2 separate regions of the Zea mays genome follow, and region 2 is linked to region 1. A link is a contact called in public Hi-C data. All regions are on one chromosome and are shown on one strand. The core of a region is the stretch at or near the end of the contact, and the rest is flanking DNA. Distances in the headings are between cores, read along the strand shown. Region 1 holds the start of LOC100279219 (Nucleobase-ascorbate transporter 12). Region 2 holds the start of LOC100382780.

The links. Hi-C and Micro-C count contacts between places; a contact is called where the count stands out from the background.
Region 2: a Hi-C map of tassel shows a contact between it and region 1, with 2.5 times the contacts expected there. The contact joins the promoter of LOC100382780 here to the promoter of LOC100279219 in region 1. A contact is called at or near these places in 5 of 25 Hi-C or Micro-C datasets (bundle sheath, ear, leaf and 1 more).

Annotation. Positions count from the first base shown.
Region 1 is chr8:173,444,523-173,451,598 of Zm-B73-REFERENCE-NAM-5.0, forward strand. LOC100279219 (Nucleobase-ascorbate transporter 12) reads right to left here and starts at 5,238. Exons shown (of 10, transcript NM_001152243.1): 1 at 4,621-5,238; 2 at 4,423-4,520; 3 at 4,153-4,323; 4 at 3,924-4,024; 5 at 3,256-3,391; 6 at 3,106-3,156; 7 at 2,709-2,996; 8 at 2,146-2,380; 9 at 1,753-2,039; 10 at 1-467. The coding sequence starts at 5,080. The coding sequence ends at 246.
Region 2 is chr8:173,608,461-173,615,514 of Zm-B73-REFERENCE-NAM-5.0, forward strand. It overlaps LOC100382780, which reads left to right and starts at 1,538. Exons shown (of 9, transcript NM_001175489.2): 1 at 1,538-3,038; 2 at 3,340-3,424; 3 at 3,501-3,585; 4 at 3,735-3,857; 5 at 4,686-4,763. The coding sequence starts at 1,583.

The sequences.
Region 1 (7,076 bases), core at 3,988-6,487:
AGGTGTGGTAGCTCAGTTTTTTTTTAACTGGACCTGTACAAATTGATATCCCTAAAACCATCTAAATAATAGGACCGTCAGCGATGATATACAGCAGTCTCAAACGTATCTGAAAATTAGATACATCAGAATCAAGACATGCTAAATAACCTATACACCAGCCTTGTCGAGAAACGATCAGTCATGATTCATGAAAGCTTGAGATCTTCAAAGTTTGCCACAGCTACAAACTACCCAAAATTGTGTTATAGACCAACACACTTCACCCACCTGAACGGGCGTCCGATCTTGAAAGGAAGTTCATAGTCTTTCATGAAAGTCGATTCTCTCATCGCTGCCTCTGCTTCTGACCATACATACAATCCCCGCTCTTGACGACCACCAGGGACTGTGTTGTCAAGTACCAGAGCAACCAGAAACGCAATGGCCATGTTGAGTGAAAGTATCGTGTTGAGGACATAGTTCACCTGAAATGCAAGCAGATAACGAAATTGCAATGAAATGCTTGGATATAACCAAGGGTGTCAAAATTACATTATGACAGGGCGTTACATGCCCTCTGTAGGATCGACTGATTATAACTCTTTTCTTACGAAAATGTAAGGTATAATAGTGTCCTAAGCCTTCAAATAGGTTGGATTGATAGTATAATTCAACAATTTAGGCATTCGGGTCTCAAGAAATAATCATAAAAATCAAGACAATGTTATATTTATTTTTGCTTCTCTAGCATGACATTGTCAGGATTTGGAACTAAAAGGAAAAAGGGCAAATAAAAAGAAGAATATCATTGAAACCACTTGACCCAAGGAGCTGAAGATCCATGCTCAAAATGGACAGCAATAAAAGTCGCTATCCTTCAAGCCTAAACAACCAAACATGTACTTTAGCACATCAAGCATCAGATTTTTTACCTACTACAACTATCATACTTGACTAATTTCAGTTGAAGAACAAGCTTAAACTGGCAAGCGTATAAACCCTTCTAGTGTCTTCGTATGCTATCTTCTTTTCACCGTCCCTTTTTTAAGTTGAACAATAGAATCCCAAAACTATTCCATTTGTGCAGCAATAAAGCCTCCCAAAGTTTAATTTTGCTGCACTATTTTATAACATTCAAATGGGTTGTTTATAGCTGGACATTATGTAGTCAGACCCCTTCAACAATCTATTATCTATGATACTCTATTCTTATCGATGCCACCTGGCCACCTGGGTGCTGGTCGACAATTTCAGCACAGGAACAAGCTTAGGTGGTTTGCCTTCCTCGTAAGCCAGCGGCATAAACAAGTGGCGATGTGTGCAGAAACAGGGTGGGGAAGAGAGAGACACTGGGGAAATTAGCACTAGAAACGGGGTGGGGAAGAGAGAGACACTGAGTTCTGTTCAAGGCTATGGACACAAAGAAGAGGGATGGTGACAGGGTCCGCATGACAGTGGCACAAATGGACATGCAGTTACGGCACCGGAAACAATAGGGTGGAAGCATGTCTCAGGCAAGCAAATCAGAGGCTCATATGACCCAGTTAAGGTTGCAGTTTTATTGACCTGAATTTTAGGCATTAATACCCACTTTTAAACTATATAATGCACAAATAAAAAAGCAGAATAGGATAAAGGATTCTGGTGGAAAAAAAGATTGGAAGTTTGAGTACATACCCCGCCCGATCCAGTGTGAACAGGTCACAAATAAAAAGCAAAATAGGATAAAGGATTCTGGTGGAAAAAAAGATTGGAAGCTTGAGTACATACCCCGCCCGATCCAGTGTGAACAGGTCCATGAGATGCAACAACGTATGGTTGAAAGTAAGTTGGCACTGATGAGTTTGCGCTAGGATGTACACCGTACTGCTGGAAGTAAGAAGGAACTGATAGGGACAAGAATAAAGCCAGCCCAACTATAATACTGTTTCTGGAGCTTCCAGTAGCACTGTAACGAAGATTGGACAAGCCAAGAGCACAGAGCATAGCCCACATGAAGCAAAGGAGAGCAGCAACCATAACATCAGGAATAGAAGCAATGAATGCACCGACTTTTCCTACAAAAGAGTCATAATAACAGTGATAAGCAAGAACCTTTGATTACCTTTTCTCACAGCATGAGAATTTTTTCACTGAAATGAAAATGCAAAATAGTTTTCTTACCAACAATAGAAAGCAGTATAAGTAAAATAGCACCGAATCCAACTGCTCGTCGACTACCCATTTTAGTCACAGCAATTGTGTGTACATTCTCTGTTATTGTTGCAGAACCAACTCCTGTCCCCCAAAGGCCAGCCAAGACTGTAGATACACCCTCAACACCAATGCCTCTGCTAACAACTCCAGAGGTTGGTGGCCGGGTAGCCACAAACAAAGACGATGCATGGTAGGAACCGACCTTAAGTTGAAAAGGCACAAACATATTGTTAGGAGAGACAAACTTGAACAATAAGTATACTGGAGTCAAATGGTTGCTTCTGAACTTTTAATTATAAGAAGACACTGTCGTTACTAAGCTAGCTAATTTCCAGGAACCATTAGCAGAGCAAAACATGTGCCCAAGAAGAAGGCCTATGCCAAGTTGATAAAGGAGTTTACAAATGAAGGTAGTGTGCTACTGGGGCAGATCCAATCCACATAATGCAGTGCAAATTTATTATGAAACTTAAAGACACCGTGCAAAATATTGTAGTTAGGATCAAACTTCAGAGGAGTCATCAACTTACAGAATCAACAGAAGCAATAACTGATACAACACACATCACAAGGCCCATTTTCCAGGAAAAAACTGGAGTTCCCCACTGCAATGGATAGGGAAATCTGAACCAGGGTGAAGATCTTAAGGCATGCGAAGTGTCTACACGGCAAGATCTCATCCTCAATACATGCTTCCGACAAAAGGCTGATACATTATTTGAGGCAGGAATATTTGCATCACAACCTTTGTAGCTATAAACTCCAGTTGCTGTGAGAACGAAAGCAACAGCCCATGTGATTCCTAATCCAAGAGGAACCTAAAGAGGCAGCATCAGTAGTTCAGAAATTAGCCTCTCATATCAACCAGCATGCAGCACAGATCCACACATTCAATCAACATCATAACTTCATAAGAGAAAATCTTACCGCATAAATAAGAAACACTCTGTACCCAAATAGCTTTATTTTCCGGAGGTACTGTCACAAGTTAAATAGATAATGGTCAGAAAAAGGACAAAAAATGTGTTATTTGCATTATATCACATTGTGTCTAAAAATGATTTCCTGCATACTCACAAGTGCAAAAATAACCACCATCAATAACTGCAGAATTCCCATCTCTATACATGTCCCAATTTTCGTGAAACCATAACTGAAAAATGAAAGCCCAACAGCTGCCACTGTTGGCGAGACAACAACTGGATTTATCAACCTGAAATAAGCAGATGAAGACAAATCACACAAATAAGATATATATCACCCTGAGTATTACTACTTGTCACTGTAACATATGGTGAATTATACAACAAAAAGACGAGGCACATGAGTAATTCTATTCATCAGTTACAGAAACATGAAAAGATGTTTATGTCTGGGAGACAAACAGTTTACACAATTACACTTAGAAACCAACACAAAGCGGCCAACCCATAACAACAATGATCCTTGTAGCTTTTAAGCCATCAATATTCAACAATATGTATGTGCATTGCTCCTACTGTATGGCCATGTTAGATGGTTTCAAGCTCATGCAAAAGTTGTTATATACTTCAGATATTTGGCATTCAGAAATCAGAACAAAACTTCAGGTCAAACCTTATATATCCTAAGTGTGTATGCCACCAAAAACATTTTTTTATTGATTCACTACTAAGGCCAATCATGTTTTGCATTAAATAATGATTTGCGCACGTAAAGGGATAAGAAAACGGGTTTATATTTTATCAAAAGAAAAGGAGGTAGACCTAAGAAATAGTGACATGAGGCCTGTGTATCCCAAAAACACTTGGAATGCACCTCCAATTATTATAGCTCCCTGCAGGTGCTTCATTATGTGTTTAAAATTCTGCAATGAAATGCAAATTGTTAAGCTCAGTCAGGACTGCTAGTAGAAAACAAACAGGCCTTGCATGACTGAAACATTTGCCATGTTCTAGGCATGCAACAACATAAGACACAAAAATTCGTGCATACATTATCATTGATCCCAAATAATTCTGGTGAGTTGATGATCGCAAGCGCAGGAGCCAGGTATACAAAGGATGGACCCTGCACAAGTGGCAGTCTCGTTCCAACAAACATGTGCAGCAATGTAGTCACCCCGGTGACGAGCAACACTGTGGATACCACTGCCGCCATGTCATCCTGACCCAAACACGACCAAATATAACCTAGTATTCAGTAAGAAACCCAATAAATCAGTAATGGTGCACGAGATACAACAAATTCAATTCCAGAACTCACAGCCGAGCCACCCATAGCAGGGACCATCACGAGAGGAATCAGGATGATTGAACCGACCATGGAAATATAATGCTGGAATCCGTATACCACCAGAGGAACTGCAACGCAGCTTAAAACCGATTAAATCAATGCACCGTCCATCATTACCCATAGCACACATCGCCCGTGCACATTTCTCTTCCTCCGTCGGGTACTCACATATTCCTGGAGTGTCACGGAGCTCGTACTTCACATGAGCCGGCCGCTCCGGCGCCTCCTCCTCCTCCTGTAGCTGCGGAAGCGAAGGCGCGGCTATCTGCCCATTCGGCCTTCCGCTATCGGAGTCCCTCCTCCTCGTCCTCGCCTGAGGAGGCGGCGGTGGGGGATGCTGCCGCTCGCCATTTCCCGCGGCGGCCGGAGGGGCCGGGAGGGTGGAGCTGGGCCGGGCCGGCGGGCCCGACTCCAGATCGGAAGGGGCCTCAGCAGGGCGAGGGAGGGGGGCCTGACCGGAGTTGTGGGCGGAAGACGAAGGCAGTGACTCGCCGGAGACGCGGGACTGGAAACCTGTGCGCTTAGCCCAGGAGAGCGGCTGCGCCTGCGGCTGCGGGGGCGGCGCCGGGGGCCAGGGACCGGGACGCCCGCGGCGAGGCTGCGGCAGAGCGCCGGAGGTCGACGACATCGCGAGGACGGGGTACCGCCGCGGGCGAGCGGCGGCGCTTAGGGAATGGTACTAGAAAGCGGGGGTGGCGCCGTGGCGGTGGTGAGGGTTTTAGGGGAGTGGCGGTGGGTGGGCGCCGTGGCGGAGGGGCGGGCGGAGGCAGTGAGGTGGACTCTTGCTGGATGTGGGATGCTTACAAATCCGTGCGTGCGGAGGCTGATGCGGAGATTCTGCGGACGCGGGCGGGCGGGGTCCGCGGCGTCAGAAGACGTTGCGGGTGCGGGGCTGCGGGCTATGCGCGGCGTGCGTTTGAAATCGGGATAGGGTCAAGTGTGACGGGTGTGGTTTTCCGACGCGGGTCATGCACTCATGTGACGAGTGGTGCTGCATGCGCGACTGTGAGGCGGTGAGGTCGTACTCTGGGTGTTTGGCAGCTATAGTTCACTATACCTAAAATTAAACAAATACTAGTGTATATCGCGCGACCCTGCGCGCGATATCAAATTCGTTTTGTATGATCTAAAAATTTATATAAATATTATGTATGACTTAATATAAAACATTTAGTATATATGTTAGAATTATAGGCATTTTCCGTATTATTTTAATTCCATAAATTAACATTATGATGATGACATATAAATAATTAACCATAGAAATCGTGATCTTAAATTGATCCATACCAATATGGATCAAGGGAACATAAAGCATGTAAATAAAATAAGTATATAAACATGGTTCATGAATTATTACGGAACAACTAAAAATAAGTAGATAGCAATATAAACAGCATGACTGTAAAACTAAAACAAACAAATATAACATATTATAAAATGACAGAACAGAAGAGATAAATACATGACTACATATGAAACTGCAGAGGTGAACATATGAATCATATGTAATCTGCAGAACGTAAAACAGTAAGTAAATAAACTGATCATACCCTCCGATGCGCTCTGATGATCCAGATCCTTGACCAGCTTCTTTTGTCATGTTGGAGATGTTTTGGGCAGTCGCGTAGACGCTCCCAAAAAACCTAATTGCCGATCCCCCGTGCAAGGTCTCGAACGGCACCGGCTTCGGAGGCACCTGCCCTCTCGCTTCTCTGTGCGCGCAGAGTCACGAGATGGAAATACCCTCACTCGGCGGCTGGACTGTGAGACTGAAAGTGTGTTCTCGCGTGTACCGAGTGACAGGGGTGCTCCTCTATTTAACCTCTCGCAGAGGGAAGCTGAAGGAGAAAGGTCGCCGAGTCACGCCAAGAGTCGGCCAGCTCTAGCCGAGTTATGCCATGAGTCGGCCAGCTCTTGCCGAGTCACGCCATAAGTCGGATTCTGAAGGAGACGGGTCACTCGGCTGGCTGGCGAAGAGACAGGGTCACTCGGCAGACGAAGAGACAGGGTCACTCGGCTGACGTACGCGGTTAGTGAGTGCTAAAAATTAACACAACCACGCCACGCCACGCCACGCCACGCCACGCCACGCCCGCTCGCCTGCCTGCCTGCCTCGCCTCGCCACGCCACGCCACGCCCGGCCCGGCCGCCGGCGGCGGCGGCGCGCGCGCGCGTGTGGCACGCCCTTGTCCATTTCTTGACTTCTCAAGTTAAGTGGAATAAATCCCACCATATAAGTCAAGGCAAAAGACCCTTGGACTTCCAATGTGGTACTATTGGTATTCTCCACCATTACACACCATAGAGTTTATTCAATAAATGGGCCAAGCCCATAAAAGATCCAACAATTCCCACCAAACTCTAGGGTTTGTAATGATGAAGTATCAGAATCACAATTTTTTGATATACCAGTGTTTCGATGGAGACTGTTAAGTTGAACATCCATCTAGAATAAGAGTTTCACTCATTCACAACTGAACAATGGACTATGCCTTGAATTGACAGTTTTGTGCGAAATAAGATTCACTCAAATCCTTTGCTGATACTAGGCTGCAGAAGGGTATTCCCGCTGTTTAGAAGCATATAAGTCACACTTCAGTGCCTTTCATGAGTATTTAGGG
Region 2 (7,054 bases), core at 288-2,787, 160 kb after region 1:
ATCGTCTGAGTTGTTGTTGTTGTCAAAATACTCAGACAAGGGTGGTGAAGGACCAACCTAGATGAGTACAAATCGATACGATGCTTCATCTAGTGATTGAGAAAGCTCATGAACGCACCACATCAATTGGTTCACCAAAATCTCTTTATTTGAAGAAGGGTCAGAACAATGTAGTCAATAAACAATGCCTTCAAAATCAACACTACTTTCTACATCTCTTCAATGACGTCTTTAAGGCCAGTATAGACCTCTTTGTTCCTAGCATACTGCAAAACAAAAGAAACAGAGCATCCATTTTAGTACCCAATTCAGTTCATGCCACCATACTCGATTCAGTTTAGCTAAGGTTCTACAAACATTCAGTACAACTAAATTTAGTTCTTAAAAAAGTATTGCGTCTGTTATAGACACAGTTGATGCTGATGACGCTTGAGTGGTGATGGTCGAAGTGCTCCATGAGTGAGGCTATTCGGTGGACATCGTTGGAGGAGATCGAGTGGAGGAGGAAGAATCCATACCGAAGGCTACACCGTTGACCATGGGGGAGGAGGATGAATCCTTACCAACGACGGCAGCTGGCGGCAGCTTGTTGAGTTGATCGAATGCGGCGAGCTCAACCACTATTCTCTTCTTCTCCTCGTCAACATTGCAGGGGAGGACCTTCGACGAAGGAGCTTGACGACGCTGGAAGGAGGAGCCTCTAGAAGAAGTTAGGGTTAAGTCACAGACGAGGGTGAGTTGAGGAATGTGAGGACATCAACGTTTTTTATCGAGGTGTGTGCTGTTAGCAAACCTTCATATGCAAATCTCACTTTTCAGACGAGTTGTCGAGCCCGGGAACACCAAAAGAGCGACGACGTGTTGCCGAGCACTACTGGATCCAAATATACACCGAGTCTGAATAGTTGGTGAGGCAGGTATCAAATACTTCCTCGCCTAAAGTCCAAACAACGTCCAAACTAACGATGTCAATGGGGAATTCCCGACCGGTTTATAGCATACCATACTCATCCGGTCATCCCCATTATGTTTGAACTATCCCTATACCTATCTCCATCCCCATACCCATTCCCATTCGGGTTTCGGGTCCCCAATGGGTCCCCATCCCCCAATTAAGGGATAACTAGGTACTAACAGCAAGCACAAACTATGCAAATTTTAGACATCACCACATCAGCAAACACTCAACCATGAACCATGATCTATTCATTCATCCATCAAAAAAAATCAGTACTTTTGGACCAATAGAAGAAATGGAGAAATGGAGTCTCCTCACCTTCTTTGGTCACCATCTGAGTTCGTTGGCGTCTGAGGATCCATGGTCGTCATCGTCGTCCTAGGCTTTTAGCAGTCGACGGTGCTCCTCGTCGCTGGTGAAGTCGCTAGTGTGTAATAACAGTCGACGGTCGACAATTTTTATCTCGTGCCCTAAAAAAGAAATTCCCCACGGATTATCAGGTATCGGTCCCTGTTGACATATGTAGTCCAAACAACGTTTTTCATAAGCCGTTCGGCCGTGGAGCTGGAGCCAGCAGCGGCAGAACCACGCTAAAATCTCGCCCAAATCATCCCCGCCCCAGCAATGGCGACCTCCTTCGGTTTCGGCAGCTCCGCGACCGCGGGCTCCACGGCCTCCTCCCCCTTCTCCTCCACCCCATCAGCCTTCTCCTTCTCCCAGCCGGCGTCTGCCTCCTCCCCTGCCCCCGCCTTTGGCTCCTCCCTCTTCTCCTCATCCTCCGCCGCCGCTTCTTCTGCTCCAACTTTTGGGTCCTCCCTGTTCAGGGCCTCGTCCGCCGCCGCCGCACCCGCCTCCTCTCCCGCTTTCGGATTCGGATCCACCTTCTCGTTCGGTCAGTCCATGGCGGCGGCCTCATCGGCCGCGTCCGCGCCATCCCTTTTCGGTGCAACGCCCGCATCCTCCGCTGGAACAACCCTTAGCTTATTCGGCGCTGCTACCTCCGCCGCAAGCAGCCCTGGGTTCTTCGGCGCCACCTCCACTGCCGCAAGCAGCCCCGGCCTCTTCGGTGCGTCCGCCACTGGCTCTGCGGCAACCTCCCCGAGTCTGTTCGGTGGCACCTCGGGCCTATTCGGCGGGACTTCCTCCGCAGCGACCACCCCGAGCCCATTCGGGGCCACCTCTTCCACGGCGGCGACAGTTAGTCCGTTCGGCGCCGCCTCTTCTGCTGCGTCCACTCCAAGCCTCTTCTCTGGAGGGGCCACGGGATTTAGCTTTGGCTCGTCGGCGTCCGGTTCCACCACTACCACGGCCGCCGCCCCGGCACCATCATTTGGCTTCTCGTTCAACTCGGGGCCGGCCGCGTCAAGCACTGCATCCACGCCGACATCAGCACCGGCTTTAGGGTTTGGCGGCGCCACTGGCTCGTCGCTGTTCGGGTCCACCACCTCTGCGCCCCTCTTCAGTACCACCACCGCTTCTTCTCCAGCGTCTGCTGCGACCACCACGCCATCCTTTGGGTTCTCTTCTTCGCCAGCAACAACCGCTTCCGCCCCATCGTTTGGCTTTACACCATCATCAGGAAGCGCGACGACCGCGAACACGGCTCCTTCTTTGTTTTCATCATCCGCCACCACACTAACCACACCGGCGTCCTCGTCCTCCACTGGCTTCTCCTTGGCCACTTCGCAGGCTGCACCTGCTCCCTCATTGTTCTCTACCAGTGCAATAGGTAGCTCGTCTGTCACTACGCCTGGATTTTCCTTTGGTTCATCTTCGGCAGCTTCTACACCAACTTTAGCCTCTGTGTTTGCAACTGGTTCCTCCACTGTGCCATCAGCGGCTGCAGCTTCTGCAGCATCTGGGTCGTCGTTCCCAGCTGTTTCTACCAGTGGTTTTAGTTTTGCAGTTGCGCCATCATCATCAGCAGCTGCAGCTACTGCCACTACCACCACTGTCACAAGTGCTTCTACATCTGCAGGCATGACAACCACGGCTCCTTTGACTGGAACAACGGGGTTTCCAAATTTTAATCTTCAAACAACTACCCCAGCTTCTACCTCATCTCCCACACTGGCATTTGGTGAGCTTACATGGTTATTCACCATCTGCAGTTCTTCAATTTTATGTCTTCAATGAGACGATGACTGAGGTTCAGCGGTATTTTACCATGCCTACGTGTCTGGTTTGAACCAATTATTATGCTTCTGGATTTGGTCCCAATGTCATCATTGTTACAGCATCATATTCACACACGAAGTTACAGCCTCCAGTTTGTAGAACATAATAACATCTCAAATGAATCTACATCATTGCTTCAGGTCCCAACATTATTGTACCTTCACTATACTAACCATTATACTTGTATGTTTTTCTTATACTAGGTGTTTCTACTACTGCTGCTAGCTCATCAGCCACCAGCACCACAACTCAAGCAACTTCCTCAGCTGTTCAAGTCAGCAGCACAGGGTTGTACAAGTTTCTTAGTCTATGTCTACTACTAATTCTTGATTCTGAACTGATATTTTTCATTTACTTTGTGCAGTCCGACTACTACTACATCTATCACTCCAGCAGCATCCCAAGCACCTAAGCTACCATCAGAAATTGTTGGCAAAAATGTTGAGGAGGTATTGCACTAATCTGTTTAAATTGCAGCTAGCTGATTTTCACTTTGGCGTTTTTTTTGTATCGGTGATATGCTGGAGGCTAGAGAATCTGCTTGCTGAATACTTCATTTCTGTAACTAACCACGCTCATGCAATTGTCTGTGTTGTAGATTATTAGGGACTGGAACAATGAGCTTCAAGACCGTACTGCAAAATTCAGGAAACATGCCACCGCAATAGCTGAATGGGATAAGAGAATTCTGCAAAACAGAAATGTTCTTATTAGGCTTGAGGTTTGTGTTTTCATTTATTATCACTTTTTCGAGCAGCATGCCACATTGTATTGTTACCAGAGGTTTCAAACTATTTGGCAAATTTCAAATTCTAGTTCTTGCAAACTGCAGTTAGGAGATTAGCAAGGCTATACATATCCTTGTGCTTATTCTGGATTGTTCTTGATTACCATTTTGTAAAATAATGTTTAAAACAAATGATAGTGTATGCTTTGTTACAAGTAGACAATGGCAGCCCAAGAAGGTTTAGTTCCATCTAATTCCACAATGTGAAGACCTGAATCGCAGTTTCCCATTTCTGGATTATGTATTGTTGTAACTTGTAAGATTGATGTGACGAGAAGAGATTTAGGTGATGTCATAGAGATTTGACTGCACAAACTTTTGCTGGTGTGGCTTAGTTTTGGGATAGTAATACAGAATTGGCACACCAAAATTCATTTAAAATTTATCATTCTTCATGTTGATTTGATTTTTTCTTGATAACATCATATTTATTAGCTTACAACCATTGTTTCGGTCATCGATTTTGATGGGACAATTTTTTTGGGAGATGGAGTTTGAAAGTGATGAAGATATGCTATTCCCGTTCACTAATGTTATTGGCAAGTGATATGGAGTTTAGGTTCTCAATTTATTAACAACTGATCAGTCTGAACAACGAAGGTCTGAAAAGCTCAACAAATATTCACACTTACTTAAGGAATCCAAACTATAGGAAGGAATTCTGATTGTCTCAGTGAAATCATTGGATTCAGATTAGTTTTTAGCTTCTGTACATGCTTATGATATTCTGTACTGAGTATTTTTTTTTCATTTTCTTTGCAGGCTGAGGTGGCTAAAGTTGTTGAAACACAAACAGGCTTGGAGCGTCAACTTGAATTGATAGAAACTCATCAACGAGAGGTTTGTGTTTCTTAAGTCTTTATATGTTTCCTTTGTTCTGATTGGCTGTAGCTTTATCATTCATTCATTTGTTCTATACTCTTTTTCTGTGCTTATTTCTGTAATTGGTTACCTGTCGGTATTACAGTATTCACGCACTTCGCCAAAAAATCACGCCTCTTTGTACACCCCCCGGTGCGCGCGTGTCCATGAGTAGTTTGACTTACCCACTATGAATTTGTTTTTTGTTGTTGTTGTCTTAGTCGTGGACGTAGTTTGCCAATATTTGTCCATGACCATGAGAAGTCCAGCTTTACTTAACCGGTATCAAATGTTGTGAACAGTATGAGCTACCATTACCTAATGCTGGGTCCCTTGACATATGTACTAATTTAACAGTCTTGAACAAAACTTACAAATGCAAGTTTTCTTGGAATATGTGCTAATTAACAGTAATATGGTACTTGTTATGGTTTGACTTGACTTATGCTGAACTTAAATTAGAAGTAAGGATAACCAATGGTTAAAAGAAATTGCATTGGTAATTTGAATTTTGAATACAATTAAAAAGAAATTCATGTAATGTGATGCTGGTTATTTGATAGACCTACAACTTACATGGTTAGTATAGTTTATTAGACATGAGTTGACTGTTTGACATCTCCCTGCTGAAACTAAAGGTGCAACTTTGAATGAGTTAATAAAGTCCTTGAGCTCAAACGTGGTAGTTTGACTCTAGGGTTAAGTACATCCGTGCCATTATAATTTTACTGTTTTTGAAGCACACCATTAATTTCAAGAAACTACGCCATCGCCATTGGAACTTTACATATGTTTGAGAGTTGAGATATGCCGTTATACACATATGGAGACGACTTGGGGCCCCTGTCAGGCATATGGATGGAATCATATATCCGTATGGGCAAGATCGCCCCTTCCTCTTCTCTCACACTCATTGACACATGGGGCCCACTTGTCAACCTTCCACGCAGTCTCCCTCCCTTTGTCTTCCCCATCTCAATCAGACCCATGCGCTGAATGCGTGCGAGATCTTGCTGGCACAGCCGGCGAGCGCACATGAAGGTGCTGACGCATCACCACCGAGCCAGCAGGCGGCCGAGGCAAGCAACAACGTGCGACGCTGGAGCTACTGCGCCGCCGCTGCCGGGTGAGCAGGCAGCCAGATGTGCGGAGCTGCTGTACCACCACTTCTGGGCGAGCAGGTAGCTGGCCGAGACACTGCCTCCTGCTCTTGCTACTACACTCATCTGTGCCGCTCGCCAGGACTGCTGCTACATAGGTGTCCGTGCGGCTCACTGGCCTTGCTGCCATGCAGGTGCTCGTCGGCCTTGTGGCCCCACACCAACAGCTTGTGGACAGCATCAGTCCACACCACTTCCTCTGCCTGGGCGCACTCACGCGGCTCCACAAGCCCAAGGCCTTGGCGTGCTTTCTCTGCTGTGCTGCACGGGTGCGGCTTCCGTTCCCACTGCCCTCCCCGCTTGCCCTCGCCCGCCGCTGCCGGGAACAGCGTGCCGTGCTTCCTTGGGCCTGCTGCGAAGGGGATGCACTACCTGCTGCAGAAGTTGCCGCCGCTCGCGCCAATGCCGGCGAGCGCGTGGGGGGTTGCTCCAGCCATACGCGTGTTGTGTCCATGAGAAGGATTAGTGAGAGGACAGAGGAAGGGGATGACACATTGGGCCCGCCTGCAAGTAATGGGAGGGGTATTTTGGTCCATATGAAAATACAAATTCTCCATACACCTGCACATTGGGCCTGAAGATGCCCTAAGACGTATATAGTGGCATTTTCAGTTTTCACAAGAATTATAATGGCACTGACATATTTTCACGAATACTTATGGCGTGCTTCGGAAACAACATAATTATTATGGCGTGTATCTAATTAACCCTTGACTTTAATATTTATGAGCGTCCTTGTGTGGAAGTTCTTATTTTTTGGTTTCCTGGGAACCTTATACATGGCCCTGATTTTTCTTTGGACTAGAGATTGCTTTGAGATGAATTCAAGGCCTGCAATACCATCAGCACTCAGCAGTGTGCCTTGCTTAGTGATCTTGTTTTACTCAAAATGTTCGAATCAGTGTCCTTGCAACTTTTGATGTAGTTCCTACTATCATGAAGAAATGGGCAATGATACACAATTTAGCTGTTTTCATGATCTATTTTGGATTCTTGGCTGTGAGTCCTTGACCCACAAATCAAAATACAGTTTAGCTGTTTTCATGATCTATTTTGGATTCTTGGCTGTGAGTCCTTGACCCACAAATCAAAATACAGTTTTAATCTACA